Regions from separate parts of the Mus musculus genome. Here region 1 is linked to region 2. Evidence: chromatin contacts called from public HiChIP or PLAC-seq data. All regions are on one chromosome and are shown on one strand. The core of a region is the stretch at or near the end of the contact, and the rest is flanking DNA. Distances in the headings are between cores, read along the strand shown. Region 1 has its middle 12 kb from the start of Denn2b. Region 2 overlaps Denn2b (DENN domain containing 2B).

Region 1 (5,535 bases), core at 2,704-5,203, 85 kb after region 2:
TCACTGCCTTGTGGTTTAGGGTGCTGAGGCCTGCCTGGCTTCATTCTCCCACCAGCTAATAGTACTCTGTAGATCAAGAACAGTATCTCAACTCTCAATCCCAGCTTCAAAAATGTCAGCCTCCTTTCAGTAACTTGCCTCCTTGATCGCAAATGCTGGGAAGTGTTCTTAACAAGGACCTGGGCGAGAATTTAAAACCATCAAGTCAGTTGCATAGTCTCTATCTCTGTGACGAGATCTAGACATGGACTAGATTACCATGACGGCCTCTAGAATCTCCCACTTGGAACTTGGCAGGGGAGCAAGTTAATTCTCCCACCCACACCCAGGACTTGTCTTTTGAGTTCTCTGACTACCTTTCTTCCCACAAAGCTATTGTTCATTTTTTCACATTTTTAATTATATGTAGGCTCTTCTGAAAGGGGCACCTCTTACTCATTTTTGAGTACACAGTTCTCAAGATTTGACTTCTAGTATACATGTCAGCTCACAATTCCATGCAACACCAGGCTTAGGACCTCTGACACTCTCTTCTAGCCTACTCAGGCATGACATGCATGTAGTGCACACACATAAACTCAGGCAAGCATACATATAAAGTAAAGATAAATAATCCCAGCATGGTGGCGCACACCTTTAATCCTAGCACTTGGGAGGTAGAGGAAGACAGGTCTCTTGAGTTTGAGGCCAATCTTGTCTACACGGTAAGTTCTAGACCAGCCAAGAATATGCATTGTTTTTAAAGGAAAGAAAAATGACCTGCATATATAAGTACATATATACATTCATCGATGATATAGACTACATCATATAAATTATACACATATTCAAATACACAGAGACCAAAGAATCCCAGAAATAAAATTCATATGGGTTTTAATTTCTCTTATCTTGTGAATAAAACTGAAAAATACAGATGTATAGGCAGCTGATAGACTGGTAACTCAGGACAGCTGGGCCTGCACAGGGCATGTATCAATCAGGAAGAAGAAGACTGCACTCCTAAAGGACTGAATACCTGAAACAGCTTTATCGTATGTATTTGTCTGCATACACTAAAACACTCTTGAATAACCCCAGGGATAGCCCCACTTAATGACTGTGTATGGTCCTCTCCACATGCTATTACATTCAGTTCACTAGTATTTTAACTGAGGACTTCAGCTTCTCTGTTCATCTGGAATTTGGCCTGTAATACTCTTTTCTTGTTCTAGATCGCATGGCACTCATCATTTTTAATGAATTATTTAGACAAGACACAGTATATGTCAAAGTACATAGGATAAAATACTTAAGATAGTTTTTTTTAAATCCTTTATAAACTAACTACATATTATATATAACAGGAAGAAATACATAATGTATAGTTTTATGCTTATACTTTCTAAAACTTGCAGCTGAGCATGATGGTGCACACCTATAACCCAAGCACTCCGGGTGGGCACAGGCAGAAAGATAAGAAACTCAGTAACCCTCATACACAGAGTTTGAGGCCAGCTGTGTTATATGAACCTCTGACTAAAAAAAAAAAGAGAGAGAAAAACTTTTTAACTCACCTGACAGTAAGATGAAGACGGTACAAATAAAAAGATGAGAAAAGGTTTAACAGAAGTCAGCTGATGCGCTGGAGTTTAAAAGGCTAAATACAGAGATTAAATGCAATCTAGGACAGACAACATGAAAGTTTCCTGGGGCGGAGGAGTAAGTGCTTGGCTAGCAAGCCCAAGGCCTTAGGTCTCATCACCACACAAAAACAAGCAAATAAATAAACACAAGTGTTTCATGAGCTAGGCCCAAGCCTAGCAGTGTACATGTACAATCCAGCACTTGGGAGGCTGAGGCCAGGTCTCAAGGTCTAGACTGGCCTAGACTACATTTATAAGCCTTTCGCCAAAAAAAAAAAAAAAAAAAAAAAAAAAAAAAAAGTGTTTCTATGCTGCCAAGAGAACTCTGAGAACTCTGAGTGAGTAACATGGAACCCACAGTACAAGAAAAACACTGACTCACACAAATTATTCTCTGACCTCTACAGACAGGCAGTCGCACAACATGCACACACACATGCATGCATATACATACACACATTTATCTTTTTTTTTTATGTGTAAGAGTGTTTTGCCCACATGTATATCTGCAAACACATGCATGTCTGATGCCTTTAGAAGCCAGAATTGGGTGTTGGATTCCTTGGGACTGTTTGTTATTACAGAAGATGTGGGATGCCATGTAAATCGAACCTGGGTCCTCTAAAACAAAACAAAACAAAACAAAACAAAACAAAAACAAACAGCCTTTTAACTGTTATGCCATCACTCCAGCCCTCAGTAAATGTAATTCTTAAAAAGTGTTTCTAGGGCTGGAGAGATGGCTCAGTGGTTAAGAGCACTAACTGCTCTTCCAGAGGTCCTGAGTTCAATTCCCAGCAACCACATGGTGGCTCACAACCATCTGCAATGGGGTATAGTTTTATGCTTATCCTTTATGCCCTCTTTTGGTGTGTCTGAAGAGAGCAATGGTGTACTTATATACATAAAGTAAATAAATAAATAAATCTTTCTTGTTATTTTTGTTTTGTTTTTCAAGACAGGGTTTCTCTGTAGCTCTGACTATCCTGGAACTCACTCTGTAGACCAGGCTGGCTTCAAACTCAGAAATCCGCCTGCCTCTGCCTCCCGAGTGCTGGGATTACAGGCGTGCACCACCACTGCCCGGCAATAAATCATTTTTTAAAAGAGACACCATGGATTAAATTCCAGAGATAACTGGAATTTTGAGCAACCTAGATGCAAGTATATAACAAAAGAGGAACCCCTCAGACTGAGAGATACGATGATGACATGTCTGGCCTGAGAGTTTTGTAGGTCCTGAAAAGCACGAAGGCAGAGAACCACTTCCGTCCCTGAGCAGCTGTTTTAGGAGAAACTCAAGGCCTGGTGAGATAAAGACCTCTTCCGGAAAGCAGGGACAGCTGAGCCCTGCTGCTGGGTCAACTGTCCATTCTGCTACGCCTGTGCCTCCCAACTGGGGCTCTGACCTCCCAGCGTTATCAAGGGCATTGGGCTGTTCAAGAATCTAAACAATTCATGCCAGTCTTTTCAAACCATGGTTCAGCATGGTCTGAAGCACACAGTGGTATTTGTATCTGTCAGAGTGACTCCTTAGGGGTCTCTAACCTTCTATACTAAGCTGCCATCTGATCGCTGTCTGTGAGGAGGATGGGGTTTGAATGTGCTGTCTGAAATGTTCCGAGGCAGGAATGCAGAGCTGCAGCCTCTTTGAGCATTGTTTGGATATGTACAAACAAACTTATCTCCCAGAGGCAAAGTTCACACGCTTGTAAAGACTCAGGAAGACAGAGGAGCAAAGGGACCTCAAAGGCCAGTTCTTATCCTGGGAAGATGGAAGGCAGGCCTGGAATGTAGATACATGTTGTTCTAATTAAATGTCACTGTCCTATAGAAAAAGATAATACACTTTATTTTGGCTTTTGTTATTTTTGATTTGAGACAGGGGCTCATTGTGTAGCCCAGGTTGACCTGGAACTAACTCTCTATGTAGACAAAGCTGGCCTTGAACTCACAGAGATTCACCTGCTTTGTTTGTGTGCTAGGACTTACCCAGCTCCAAAGATGGAATTTTTAAAGTCATTCTTCTCCTCGCCTCAAAGTTAGAAACTAGAAGTCTCTCAGCAAAACATTAGCTCTTATCATTGTAGATACTGGATTTATTCTATTTTTATTTACATGTATGTATCTGTATCTGTAGTGTGACTGTGTAAGTATGTATGTTGGTGTCTGCTGAGATCACAAGTGTCTTATCCTCTTGAGCTGCAATTACAGGCTACCTGACATTGGTTCTGGGAAGTAAACTGTTTCTCTGGAAGAGCGGCAAGCATTCTTAACCACTGAGTCATCTCTCTAGCTCCACACAGCCTACTTTTGAACACAGCACAGAACTGGTTTGGCTTTGCATAAAAGATGCCTGTAAATATGTCTGCTCACTCAGAGTTCAACACAGAGGTACCTATGCAACAGAAGAGAAAAGGGAGACTCCCCAGGATGCCAGGAGAGGAATTTTGGTGAGAAGATGAGTGAAGAAGGGATGGGTGTGGAGACAGAGAGACAAGGAGAAACCAGACCATGATTCTGAAGGACAAAAACAGGTGGGAACTTGTTCGACTGTCAGAATGGCTAATCTGGGGGAATTCCTAGGTTTTACTCCTAAAGGGGTGAAAGAACGTCTGTGAGTACCACTTAGCCTAACCGAAAGTTAAGAAAGGATTCAGGAAGCTTTTATTCCCCCAGTGTCTGGGTTTTTCTTTCTTTGGGGACACAGCTGCTATACCTAGCCCAGCAGACGCCACACCAGACTTCCCTGTCCCAAGCCATGTCACTTCATAGCATACACATGAGACACTGGCTTACTTCAAACATCACCAGACAAGGAAGTCAACCACTTCAGTCCTAAAGGTGATGAAAGACTATAGCACGCCATCAGCCATGCACAGTACATGTCATCTGAGGAAAAGGCCACAGGGGCTGAGGAAGAAAGTGTTCTCATGAAAATCCAGCAAGGTTCAAGTGAGGCTTTCTTTACTCTGTGCACACCTAAGAATGACCAGATGACCACGGATTTAATTAAATTACATTCCCTCCCATAATCTAGGCTTCTCCAAACATATCCAGGAGAAGCAAATCCTGCAGCAATTTGAGGATCAGAGACCCAGAAATAACTGAAAGACTGGAAGAGGCAAGGATGGAAATTTGCCGTGGGGAATCTGGAGGACTGAAGAGGTTTCAGGATTTTGTTATTGTTTTAATAAATGGGACTACCTGTTCCAATTTATCCAAGAAAGTCTTGTGATGGTTCTGCTACAGTTGACTTCACCTGCTATCTGAAGGACAGAAGAGATAAGATATACCTTCCAGATAAGACCCATCCACAAACCTAACTTCTTTCCTATACTACCTATATACCCCACCCCCATAACTTAAACCTTTAGGACACAAGACTAGGAAAAGAAATTCGAAGACAGAGATGGACCACAGCAATACAGAGGAGATAAAGAGGAAAAATAAAGTAACATGATACAGAACTTAGGACAGTAACCAAGGGTAAGGTCATTCTGACTAAACTCTGTGGAGTCAGCCTCTTTGAGAAACTTTAGGAACTGGGTCAGAAACTGAAAGCAAATGACTGACCAGATGAACTGAGAGCCTAGACAGAGCATACAGAACCTCTCTTCAGTCTGGCGACTTTAACCTCTCTCTTACAAGAACCTGGCCATACAGCTGTCTCCACGGAGCTCCAGCAGCGTGACTCAGTAACCATGGTTGTGCATTAGACATGCAGGAGCCAGGACCCCACGCTCCCAAAGCAGAAAAGATTCCCTAGACTGCAGGATAACATAGCACTTCTCTGGTCTGTCTTCAGGGGCTACAATGCAGTGGTGTCTATGGGGAAACTAAGGGTCAGGACACAGACCACGATAGCTTTATGAAAAGGCATATTCCTCAAAAGTGCTTTCAAGATGAC
Region 2 (4,821 bases), core at 839-3,338:
AAGGGCACATCGGAAGGACAGATGCATCATCAAAGCCACCACATGACTTCAAAGCCTGGAAAAATTATGTGTTTTTCTGTCCAACGTTATAACATCCAGGTCCTTGCATTTGTCCAGTTAAAGAGTTACATGGGGCGGTCAGAACAGCTTGCTTCTCTACTCTCCTGGCTTTCCTACATCCTGGGACTCTGGATAAAACCAGAATGAGCTTGTCTAAAGTTTCTTTGGGCCTTTTGGCTTTCTCCTCTCTCCCTTCCTTCACTCCATTCCTCAAACACTTCTTTACTGTTCTTTAAAATAAAAGTTATATTTTATGTACATTGAGTCTTTTGCCTACATGTACATATATACACCACGTGTGTCTATCTGTGGAGGTCAGAAGAGGGCATCAAATTCCCCCAAACTGGAGTTACAGATAGTTGTGAACTGCTTTGTGGATGCTGAGAACTAAATGTGGGTCCTCTGAAAGAATATTAAGTGCTCATAACTGCTCTCCAGCCCATTTTTATTTTTTGAGTGTGTGAGTGTGTGTGTGTGAGTGTGTATGTTTGTGTGTGTGAGTGTGTGTGAGTCTGTGTGTGTGTGTGTGAGTGTGTGTGAGTCTGTGTGTGTGTGAGTGTGTGTGTGTGTGTGTGTGTGAGTCTGTGTGTGTGTGAGTGTGTGTGTGTGAGTCTGTGTGTGTGTGTGTGTGTGAGTATGAGTGTGTGTGTGTGTGAGTGTGTGTGTGTGGTTATACAGGCCCAGGGCTGAGTTCAGCTTTAGGTGTTGACCTTCACCTTCCAATTTGTCTGTTCTACGTGGTTTGCTTATGGATCTATCAGGCTAGGTAGCCCACTAGCTTCTTCAGATTCTCCACTTTGTCTTGCTATAGGAACCTTGGGATTACAGACCATTGCTAATGCATTTGGCTTTACTTGGGTTCTGGGGAATCTGTGCTCAGGAGTTCACATTGTACAGTAAGCATTTTACACACTGTGCTATCTCCCCATTCTAAATACTCCTTAATCTCTCCTGCCAGTCTGCTCTGCTATGTGACTCTGAAAGGCTGGTCATGCTCACTTCTTTCAGGGAAAGAACAAGGCTATGGACTCTGGCCACCAGGGCTCAGCAACGTAGGCCTCATACTCAAGTAGCTCCCTCACTACAATGTCCTGGGCTGCCCTTCTCTCAGCCCTAATCTATATACCCACCCTATAAACACTGATGCTTTTCAGTACAGAGCCTACATGACAGTGGATCCCACACATTGCCAGGAAGGCAAGCATCCCTGAGGATATCCTACCTGCCTGCCTATAGGGTTTTCAACATGGTAGAAGTCCCTAGGTACACAACTAGTTCCTGAGGCAACCCCTCTGCTAAGTGCTAGTGAGAACAGAGACTAAGAAAAGCTTGAAAGCACCTTGAGGGCACAGGCCCTCACTAGCTGGCTCTCCTAAGTCCTGCCATTAACCCTCAAATCCCACAACTAAGATAATTTGGGGCAGAGCTGCAGAATGTCAAGTCTCTAAGAAAGCCCTTATTTACTGCTAATAGGAGTTTGTAAGAGCTCCTGGTTTGGTTTTCTTGCTAGAACACAAATAGTGAAGGGGGGGGGGGGAGGGCAAGATAGGATGCCCTGGAGGCACATCTCAATTGCCCAAGGCAGTTTCAACACGGCAGAAGGTCCTGAGTGCACAGCCCTCTCCTGAGGCAAAGTCCTCTGCCAACTGCTAGCCAGGACAATAGCGTCAGTAAAAGCTTGGGGACAGGCCCCGACTGCCTAGGCCAGAGCTGCATTACCTGCATGGGTGGGTGGTTGTACTTCCTGTCTTGGGGACTCCACATCCTGTGCAAAGAGTCCAAGGAGTTCTCAGACAGTTGCTGGGATTTTCGTCCAGCTCTCCGGTTCTTTAAGTCCACATCCTCGTAGGGATTCTCCTTGGGAAGCCCTCCTGCAGAGGAGGCAAAGTTAGAGACAAGAAGGAAAGAATGAGAGAGTGAGAGATATACACACAATTCCTGTGAAGCACAGAGAATATCTTCAGCCTGGCCCTTCAGCTCATGAGTCACGCAGCTGCCTGTCTGCAGTGGGGAGGCTACAAACAGATCTTGGCTCCAAGTGCAGAAGCTGAGGCCCCCACTCCCCACCTCCAGTTCAGCTCAGCTCAGCTCAACTCAGCCCTGTCTGGCCACTGCTTTATAAATTAGGGATTGCACAAGACTGGCAGAGGACAACGCTGACACTACAAGCTCTAGCCTTCTGCTGGTAAAGCCCCCGAGATTGGCTTCTGGAAAGGCTTTCTGAGATCCCATAGCCGCCCCTTTACTCAGCTCTCTGTGGGTCTCCTGGGTCCAGTTTTAGGGGTAAGTATGAAAGAACTCAAAGGAGTCGAGGGAGCAGAGCTTTGCTAGATCCTCCTCTGACCTACTCCTACGTCTCCAAGTCTTGCAGGAAGAGATACTGTCTTGGGCAACCAGAGGGCCGAGTAGCCCTAGTGAGTGCTCAGTGAGACTTTGTTCATCCCTTTCTCTGAGCATGTCAGCTACCGCTTCTACGGGTAAGCTCAGCAGAGAGAGGATCCTCATTGTTCCCCATTTGGCAGAGACTTTTCCACGGTGACATGGGAGTGTGAAAGGCTTGGAAGGAGTCCAGGCCAAAAGAAAGGAAGAGAGTTCTTGCATCTCAGGACCAGTTTCTAAAATCTCTGGCAGTATGCTCTATATTGACACTACCAGAAAATCTTAGGAAAGCCCCAAACATAGTCCCTGCCCAAGACTATAAGATTTTTGAGATTCATCCTTTTCTAAGTTACACCTTCCTATGCCATCCCCTCTCCCATGAGGATGCTTCCTTCCTCCTTCCTTCCTTCTTCCCTTCCTTCCTTCCTTCCTTCCTTCCTTCCTTCCTTCCTTCCTTCCTTCCATCCATCCATCCATGTAAGTACACTTGCTCTCTTCAGACACAACAGAAGAGGGCATCAGATCCCATTATAAATGGTTGTGAGCCACCAACATGTGATTGCTGGGATTGAACTCAGGATCTCTGAAAGAGCAGTCAGTGTTCTTAACCTCTGAGCCATCTCGCCAGCCCTAATGAGGCTTTTCTAACACACAGTAAAACCAAGGAGTCATGTTGCGTCATCAGTCTAAGCTTAATCCCAGCACTGAAATCATGATGGTAACAAGATCCAGAGACTCCTTACCAATACAACCCTCACTTCCCCTCTGTTGTCTTGCCCTAGACTCAATGCTACTGTTTGGGACCTCTGTGGCAGATAGCATGCCCAGGGAAGGATTTGCTCCTACATTGTGAACAGGACTGAGTTTGGGCAAATGCTGAGCCCCATGCCTACCCTGCAGATGCCTGCATGTATCTTACCTCCACTCCTACCAGACTGAAAAAGGAGGCTGCTGGCATTGCAACTCACTTAACAGGGTACAGTAGAAAATGCAAGCCCAGCATGCTTAGCGATTCCTCATGAAGCTGAGGCTCTCCTAAACTCTAGCATCTATTTATTAAATAAGAAACCACAATGACTTTAGGAAATGCCTTTGTGGAGGTGGGGGAGTGAGGATACAGACTGCAGCAGGAGCAACACAAATCTCTGTAAACTTATGAGTCAAAGATGAGTCAAGAAAAGAGCGGGGGTTGGATTAAGTGATTCCCAACACAACACGCTCCCCAGCAATGGAGCACGGCTTTTCCTGGAACTGCCATGCCATTAAAATGACTCTTCTCCATCCCAGGGCCCTGACTAAGTAAAGTTGGCTCAAAACCAGCATCCCCTGTACAGTTTTCCAGCCCACTTCATGTGAGGTATATTTCTGGAGGGAGCGGGTGGATTTCTACTTCTTGGTCCCTACCTGACAAGTATCTTACAAGGTTGAGAGGTGAAGGGGATGCAGGATAGAAGAATGCTAGGGCATAATTATTCTTCTGATCTGTACAACAGGATCTGTATATTACTTTCCAGATTGGGGCTAGAGAAGTATTTGTTATTTCACACTCATTCAGATTGCCTTGGTCTAAGTGACTGGCCAGAATCCTCATTATCTCCAACCTATAAGAAGACCCATCTCAATCCTTTTCCATCAGAGGTTCTTGAAGAAGTGACATTTTGGGTTGATGAGCTGACCTGGCCATTTATAGGACATTTACCGCAATTCTGGCCTTTCAATACTAGCCTGACATTACTCTCCCTTGGTTATAACCAAAAATGCTTCTGCATTATCAAATGCCCCATTGGATAGGGAGGAAAGATGGAAGAAACGAGGAAGGAAGAGGGGACAGAAGGAAGATGGGCACAGCAAAGAGATGAATGGAACTGCTCCCTGGCTCCTGTATCCGATGCTTCCTAATAGTGTCTGAGGGCCATGCTGTAAGTTCTAAGTCTAATTTCTTTCCTTCATCCTCTTCTCTTTTTCCTTCTTTCTTTCCCCAGAATCAGAGCTTTGACAATTGGCATAGAATCTAAAGCTGTAAGTAGAAAGTGTAAGATGAATTCCAGAGAAGCAGCAGAAGCAAAGCATAGCTGCATGTTGATGACAGCCTTGGGAAGGGCAGCTGGAAGACCAACTTGTGTATGCCGGAACTGTCTCTGTGGGACGGCCTTGAGGACCGACTCTTCCTGCCCAGCTCTAGTGCCAGCTTCTCTCTCCTCTAATCTAAGGGACCCACTAACTGCCATGCTTCCCAGCCTTAGATGATCTCTGATCAGTCCAAGTCCACTCCCGTCTGCTCCCGGGGACTCCAATCATCTCTGCAGGCAGGAAAGATGCCTACAAGTATGGATGGGCAAAGAGCAAAAAGATCACCGGTGAGTTCTAGAGCCAATAAACTGA

The links. HiChIP or PLAC-seq counts read pairs in DNA pulled down with a chosen protein or histone mark.
Region 1: a contact with region 2 is called in an H3K27ac HiChIP or PLAC-seq map of embryonic fibroblasts, with 21 read pairs. The contact joins two enhancer-like sites. A contact is called at or near these places in 1 of 15 datasets of contacts at CTCF or cohesin (the NIH/3T3 cell line), 32 of 484 Hi-C or Micro-C datasets (the 3T3-L1 cell line, the 63-12 cell line, the AML12 cell line and 23 more), 8 of 115 datasets of contacts at active chromatin or transcription factors (the NIH/3T3 cell line, embryonic fibroblasts, embryonic stem cells and 5 more) and 1 of 9 other capture datasets (adipose tissue).

Annotation. Positions count from the first base shown.
Region 1 is chr7:109,626,133-109,631,667 of GRCm38.p6, forward strand. It overlaps a transcript of Denn2b not described here. Among named protein-coding and RNA genes, the nearest start is that of Denn2b, 12 kb to the left of the region's middle. Within about 2 kb of position 3,954, at least 88 of the 459 cell types and tissues checked have an H3K27ac peak or open chromatin away from gene starts, as enhancers often do. A contact at or near this core is called in the C2C12 cell line, the NIH/3T3 cell line, the STO cell line and 5 more, where this site is marked.
Region 2 is chr7:109,543,298-109,548,118 of GRCm38.p6, forward strand. It overlaps Denn2b (DENN domain containing 2B), which reads right to left. Exons shown (of 20, transcript NM_001001326.1): 5 at 1,780-1,931. Among named protein-coding and RNA genes, the nearest start is that of Snora3, 26 kb to the left of the region's middle. Within about 2 kb of position 2,089, at least 88 of the 459 cell types and tissues checked have an H3K27ac peak or open chromatin away from gene starts, as enhancers often do. A contact at or near this core is called in the C2C12 cell line, the NIH/3T3 cell line, the STO cell line and 5 more, where this site is marked.